Linked DNA regions of Gossypium hirsutum: region 1 is linked to region 2. Evidence: chromatin contacts called from public Hi-C data. All regions are on one chromosome and are shown on one strand. The core of a region is the stretch at or near the end of the contact, and the rest is flanking DNA. Distances in the headings are between cores, read along the strand shown. Region 1 holds the start of LOC107889215 (BEL1-like homeodomain protein 1). Region 2 has its middle 37 kb from the start of LOC107889208.

Region 1 (4,029 bases), core at 209-2,708, 120 kb before region 2:
CTGTGCATGATTTGGGAGATTAATGATAATCTTAACTAATAGCAGTAAATTTGGCTTTCAAATATAGGATGGAAATTAAAACGAACAAAATAAATAAATAAGCGAACCTCATCAAGCATACTGACAAGTTTAGCTTTCTTCATCTGCAGCTCCTGTCTTTGAGCTGTGGTGAGCTCAGCTCCACGTTTAGCCCCATTTTCACCAGCGCTTGAACCCTCTCCAGCCACCGATTCTTTGTTCACCTTTATCTTCTCTTCCTTGGTCCCCTCAGACACGTCCGTCTTTATCCCTTTCCCCACATTAACGACTTCATCAAGAAGCTCTTGTGCAGCTCTCAAGTACTTTGACCCCAAAACCACACTCTGAGCCCCAGAAATCCCATTCGAAACAACGGAAACCGACGACGGCGAGTTCCCTGATATCCTCACATCTTCACCCAGTGACATAGTAGGAACTTGAGGTTGTCCTTGTATGTCTGTTTCAACATTATTACTTGACCTATAACCCACTTGTTGGGATGATAGACTTAGGGACAAACCTTGCCTTGGGGACACCACCGGCCGTTGAAACCCCGACTGCGACGCAACATCATGGGACCCACCAGAGTTATCTCCTGTAGCTACTGCCGACACAACCTGCGGATGGCTACTTCCTGGGGAATTCTGATGATCAACACTTGAACCCCATAAGTTAGAGTGGAAACCGGGGACTACACCTTGAAGGGGGGATGGACGGTGGGGATCGTCGGAATTGAGCGGTTTGATGGCGGTGGATGGTGTTGGGAGAGGGAGACCAAGGAAACGCTGATGATGGTTAGGCGGTGGTGCTTGGGGTAAGCTTGTGGGGCTTAAGAAGAACATGTTAGTGGCAGCCGATGGTTGTTGGTGTGTGTCAGCGTAGGGAACGTAGTTGGGGTTCATGAGATAAAGCGTTTGCATCCCATCAGCTGAAGCAGCCTGGAAATCTGAGCTTCCATGAAAGTACGTCGCCATCTCAAACTAAGGTATTGAGATGATAGATTTGATCTTAAAAGTCGTACAAAAACAAAAAAGAAAAATCGAAGGAAAAAAAGATGAGATAAAGAATAAAAATGAAAAGGGAAAAGAATTGAGGAGGGGGAAAGGAAAGCCGTCAAAGGATGTTGCAGAGACAGGCAAAGTACCATATTCCAATCCAATTATGGCTAAAAACACACGAGAGAAGATGCATATCTGTGAGAGTCAGCACACGTTCTGTCTAAATGCCTATCATGGAAGCAAAAGAAAAAAAAACTATGTCTTTTTAGGCTTTTAGGTGTATGACTGTATATAGTTTTGCAGATCTTGTCAGACTCAAATTTCTTTGCTATTTTTCTTCCCTTTCAGTTCATAAATATATGATGATAATTGATAATACATAAAAGAAAGAGAAAGAGATGCAAAGCAAAAAACAACCGAAAATGATACCCACTTTTTCTTTTCCTTTCTTTTTCTCTTTTTTGGTTTTTTTACCCTTCAAAAAATATGGCTTTGTGCTGGTTTGTGATTGGAGGGAATTTTAATTAAATAAATTTCACTATTTTTTTTTGTGGTCCCTTTCTTTTCATTATCTTATCGCTCTAATGGTGTTAGGTAACAACAATAGATTTTGAAAGTGAAAAAATTAACAGTGGAGCATGCCGCTGGAAAAGGAGGAAATTTCCATATTTCTAGAGAAAGGGTTTCTTATTAATGTACAAATCAATGTTGAAAAACAAGAGGGGAGGGGGTAAATGAGTTACTCAACTTCGATTCGGTAATTATTGAGTTTGAGATAAATTTTAGTTTAGTGATAATTGTTTTAAATGATTCGTGAGTTTTATCGAGCTTTTTATATTTTTATATTATTACCTTAAATATATATTATTAATCCTAAACTTAATTATTAAGTCGAGCTCGAATATAAATTTAATAAAATTTGAGCTTAAAAATAAATGTTCACTTGAGCTCGAGTAAAGTATCGAATTTCGAATTTCAAGTCAAGTTCGAGCTTGATAATATTCGGACTCGACTCAACTTGATTTGTTAAAGGTATACTGATTAGAAATTGAAATGACTCACTCACCATTGGGTAATGTTTGCCCTTTTTAAAAGATTTATCTATATATCTCTTTGTCTTTCATTTGCTTAGTTTTTCTTCTTTATTTTACAAAAGTAAAAAGGATATAAAGGGTAGAAGATAAACAGCACTTTGAAAATTTTACACAATTTCATGATCACCTTTGTCTATTTGTTAAGTACTAGACCTTTTTTTTTTTTGTTTCAACAAGTTCATAATGTCCCAAGGTGTTTTTATATATTTAAATTTTATAATTTAATAAATAAATAAATGAGACACATGATTTCTTAAATTAACTCGTATGGTTAAAAACTCTATTGGAAATATATAAAATAATAATTTTAATTAAAATATTATGATAATTTAAATATTATAATAAATGAATTCCTAATTATTATTAAAACAATTGTGCAGCAGTAAAAAAATTAATACTATGTGCTCTTCAATTTTCAATTTTCTTCTTCTTTTCATAATGACTAATAAATTTATCGTAATAGTTTGTAAATACCATATAATTAATATAAATATTATTTATACATGAAATAGAAACTTACTTATTATATAAATAAATAAAATTTTATATTTAAAATTAAAGTAATATACTTTTTTAGTTAATGAAAAATATAGTTTGAAGATAAATAATAATAAAAATTAAAAATTGGAAGAGAATAAGATTTATAAACCTAACTATGAAGGAATGATTAGTTTAAAAATAAATGAATGAAATCACCCAAAGCATAGTGATAGTCAGGAAAAGTCCAGTCAAAGCTTTGACTTGGATTTCAATCAATAGGTGGCCCAACAACACCACACTGCTGATTTTCTCATTTCTCCAATAATTATATAAGAAAAGACCGCTACCAAAATTATTTTCATTTTGCATCATCACTTTCCTCACCATAAATGTCCAACACAAATCATGATATTTCACCATTTACATTTATATCTTGTATTCATCCAACACATCAATTTTTATTTCACTTTAAGTTGATATTTTAAATTTTTTTTATATTTTTACAAATAAAATCTTTTTTCTGAAATTAAAGTGTAAATGAAGAATGATTTTCATATAATTTGTAAATAATAATTATTTACTCTGTTATAATTACAACTTATTTGATTCTCTTTTAATTATATACAGATTAAATTTATCCATTTATTAATGGAGGGATTAATTTAATCCAATCTTTCTATTACATGGAAAGTGCTTCCATCATTTCGAAATAGATAAAAGGAAAAAAAAAAAACTTAAAAGGACCATTTGAAACATTTTTTATAGTATAGAAGTTAATTGGTTAAATAAATTATCTCAACTAATTAACACACTTCCAAATATATTTTCTATACAATATTTTAATATTAAAAATTAATTTAAACAATAAAATATTATTTATGAAATTTAAAATTTTGGTTTCTTATGGATAAAACAAAGTAAAGTTAGTTACTATACTTTTCATAAATTTAAAATTTAATCACTTAATTTTTTAAAATTTAAAAAATATAAGTCCAATTATTAACACCATTAAAATTATTTATTAGTTTTGGATTTATTGCATTACTATTTTCCTTGTTACATGTCTCTCATGCAAGTTTCTTTTTATCTCAAAATGTCACATTAGAATTTTTAACAAAAATTTTACTCCTGTTAACAAGTAGATCTGAATTTTAAAATATAAAAAAGTTGAGCGATTAATTTATTAAAAAAAATAAAAGAGGGATTGAATTTGAGTATAGGGACTTGGACCCTATTTTAACCAAAAAAAATAACTTGAGTGGGTTAATCTTGAAAACGGATGACAAGTGGACTTGGGTATTCATCATTAATTAATAACAATAAAAATAGTGAAAAGGGATTAAGTAAAATTGATTGAAGAGAAGGACGGACTAATTGACTAATTAAAGTGAGAATCCACCTCTACTGCCATCAAAATATGAAACAGCCAATTTTAGATG
Region 2 (3,703 bases), core at 516-3,015:
GGTGAACACCCTGACCATCAAGGCAACACATAGGTTCAAAAAATATATTAATCCTAAAAAAAAATTTAAAGTTATGGTCAAAAAATTTATTATAAAAAAAATTACATGTTATAAAAGTGTTATAATATATTTATTTATAAATATTTATCACCAAGAATTATGAACATAACTTATTTATGTGTCCATGCTATATATAATAAAAAATATATATTTCTAAAGTTATGGAAAAATATACATTTATCATAAAAAATATGCATTAGAACAATTAAATAAAATTGAATATGATGTTTATTTTTCTTGTTATTTTTATTAATAATTGTATTATCAACTACTTTTTTGGACTAACGTAATACATAAGATGATTTGATTTTAAATTTTGTAACTGGTTTAGAAAATATTTTTATCATACAAATAATTTTTTTATACTAATTAATATTTATTAAAAATATAAAATATGTTTTTGTGTAATTATAATTTGTACTACCAAACATGATACAGAGCATTATTATGTAATCCCACTCTATCAACGAAATACGTTTAGGGAATTACAATTATTTGTAATTGCAAGAGAGTGTAATTACTGAAAATTAAATTTAAGATACAAAATGATATAAAGTGTCATAAATTTGAATTAATTAACCTATAATACTTGTAATTGCCTTTATGAATATGAAAGTATGATATTTATATTGAATAATTTCTCGAAAAATGGTTGTTATTTGTTTTACTTGATAATTATTTTTTTTAGTTGTTAGATTTAGAGGATGAGAAGGAAAAGTTTAATATATAGTTTTCTTTTACTTGTGAATATAGAGAGGTGTATATTTTTTATTAAATGTTTATTATATAGTCCCCTTGTTGGAAGCTTCAAAACGACGTCTAAAGGAAGAGCGTCGCGTGGCTAGGGATCAATTGAATTCCATCAATAAAGAAGTATCACTAGGGAAGAGGATCTGGTGGAACAGATAATCATAACTAGGGTTAGCTACTACGTGTGGACGCTCTTAGAAGTGCAACCGATACCTAGGTCATTAGACTTCACTGGGGTCTTTTTTGAATTGTTATGTCCTGTGCTAGAGGGGTTTGACGTGATAAATCCTTTTATAGAAGCAATGAAGAATGCCCACATAATGATTGCTGCAAAGGAAGTTGCTTTAGAGGCTACCTTAGGTTTTGAATCTGTTGTTACTTAAGCGACAACCTTCGCTGCTAAAAATGATTTCGTTGATGATTCAATGTTTATGTTGTTTTTGCGAAAATTTGTAATCATTTTAACTAGTGATTTTGTTGGATGAACTTAGTGTCGGGGGGGTGAAGACTTTTTAAAGCTACCATGGGTGCAGTTGTCTGGAGTAATGATGAGGGTTCAAGGTTCTGTATATTGGTGATGGTTAAGATGTGTTCCTTGGAGAATCCATAGCCTTTGTTCAAAGGGGATTCGCACAAACGGTACTAACTGTTGATGCCAATTTAACACGCTGGTTTATGGTGGGTTGGAGGAATGCTTCAAGTGATCTGCAAGATAGAAAACTAGTCAAAGGGCGCCAGAGATTGTCCTCTAGAGTGCCTTCTGATGCTTAAATTAGCTCCTTTCTACATTTTCAAGATTATTAGATCCCTGTTATAATCTATTTAACAGCTTGACCTGAAGGAAACTTCCTCCTCTTTCATAAAGGAATGAGGACGATGTTTATACGAGCTTCCAGGCTTTGCAGGGAGAAGGCCCCTTATGAGGCCTTTTAGGCTCACTCCTTTTCTGCAATGGCAAGTAACCTTTTGTGGGTCCTTTTGGTTGCCTAGGCTAGCTTGATCGTTGTTTGAGCCTTTTATACTGTTTTAATAGGTTGAAATTACATATTTTATGACAATAAAAATATAATTACAAGATATAAATTAAAATAAATTAATAATTTAAGTTATTAATATTTTTTTAAAATTATACTTTAGTTATGGTCTTTTTGGATTTTTTTTTAGATCAATTTAAGTTTTGAATCATTTTAAATTCTAATCATTTTAGATAAAGATAAATCCAGATTAAAATGAAACAAATTCATATATTTTTTTACTTTAATGGGTAAATCAAATTAGATTGAATATAATTTAATAAGTGAAAATTTAAAGTTTAGATAATATTTAACTAAAAAGATATGAAAAAAAGTTGGAATTTTTTATTTTTTATTTTTACCTTCACCATTTTGGGTGATTTATATCATTGTAAATAGGGTTAACATATAATTTATCCTTTTAACTTGTCCAAAAAGTATTTAGTTGGCATCTGAACTTATATTCCGTCACACATATTGCCCCAATTTCTTAACAACCTTAATTTTTTTAAGAGTTAACATATAGTATACCCTTTGAACTTGTCCAAAAGTACCTATTTAGTATCAAAACTTGTTCAAAAAGTACCTATTTAGTATCAAAACTTGTCCAAAAGTATCTGAACTTGTCAAAAAATTATATTTTTTAAATTAATTTTTATTTTTAAAATTTTTTACTTTTTTAATATATGTCCGCCACACGCCATACTGAGAGGTTGTCATGTGTCACTATAAGATTGATCATCAGTGTCACGTCAGTACAAACTAACAGTGTTAGTATGGAGGTACCAACCTAGGTGATGAAATACAAATTTATATACCAACTAGATACTTTTAAACAAATTAAAAAAGAAGGGGAGGAAAAAAAACAAATTTATTCTAACTATAATGATTGTTTGTGAATTTTATTTTAAGAAAGTATTCTTTGAACTAATTGAAAAGAAATAATGAATTATTTTGTAATTCAACTTTATAAAAAATAATTTGTTTTAGTCATTTATTTAATTATTTTGTTTTTTTTAATTTTTGAATTTGTTTTATTTATCAAATCATCTTAAAATGGATGAAAAAAATTAATATTTATAATTTTGCTAATGTGGCATCCATGTGTATGCCATATTAACGATTAATTAATTTTTAAAAATAAAAAAATTAAAAAATATATATTTTTCAATAGTTTCAATAATTTTTTAAATTTTTTAAAATTTTAAAAATTATTTATTATTAATTTGACATCCACGCAATAATTCATATATATATCATATTAATAAAGTTAACAAATATTAATTTTATTTATAAATTAATAAAAAATAAAAGTTCAAAAATGAAAAATTAAATAAAATGATTTTATTTAAGTTGGAGTGGAAATAAGTAATTGAAAAAGATAAATCTGGATTCTCATCAATCAAGGATATACGTACACCCAATATCCAATTCAAATTGAATGCTGATCACTTGTCCATTAATTATTTTATGGCATGAAACGTGTTGTACACGTTTGTATTCGTCGTAGTGATGCTCCCCATCAGGCCCATTTCTTGTTTTACCATTTTTTCTCTTAACAAAAATAAAACTAAAACACGAACCCATCCTATGAATCTGAACTAAAATTTGCAGTACTTGACCAGTACCATTTATATTGAAGTTTACATATATGAGGCAACTCAAGGAAAAAATGATGGTCTATCATGGAACTTTTTGCAAAAAAGGATAATGGGAATCATATATGCATTCTTGAACCTTTTTATTGGGTCTCTTTACCTTGGAAGCACAATCAGAAATGAACATCATCATGCTATAGTTTGCGATTACCATCATTTCAATTTTTTGAGAATGGGATATATTTCACATATGGAGTAAATCTCTAATATATGACCAATTCT

Evidence for each region. Hi-C and Micro-C count contacts between places; a contact is called where the count stands out from the background.
Region 1: a contact with region 2 is called in a Hi-C map of leaf, with 1.8 times the contacts expected there. The contact joins the promoter of LOC107889215 here to the enhancer-like site in region 2. A contact is called at or near these places in 4 of 34 Hi-C or Micro-C datasets (all in leaf).

What each region holds. Positions count from the first base shown.
Region 1 is chrA09:66,459,074-66,463,102 of Gossypium_hirsutum_v2.1, reverse strand. It overlaps LOC107889215 (BEL1-like homeodomain protein 1), which reads right to left and starts at 1,458. Exons shown (of 5, transcript XM_016813570.2): 1 at 1,163-1,458; 2 at 108-1,025. The coding sequence starts at 992.
Region 2 is chrA09:66,342,108-66,345,810 of Gossypium_hirsutum_v2.1, reverse strand. No RefSeq gene overlaps it. Among protein-coding and RNA genes, the nearest start is that of LOC107889208, 37 kb to the right of the region's middle. Within about 2 kb of position 1,765, at least 7 of the 9 cell types and tissues checked have an H3K27ac peak or open chromatin away from gene starts, as enhancers often do. A contact at or near this core is called in leaf, where this site is marked.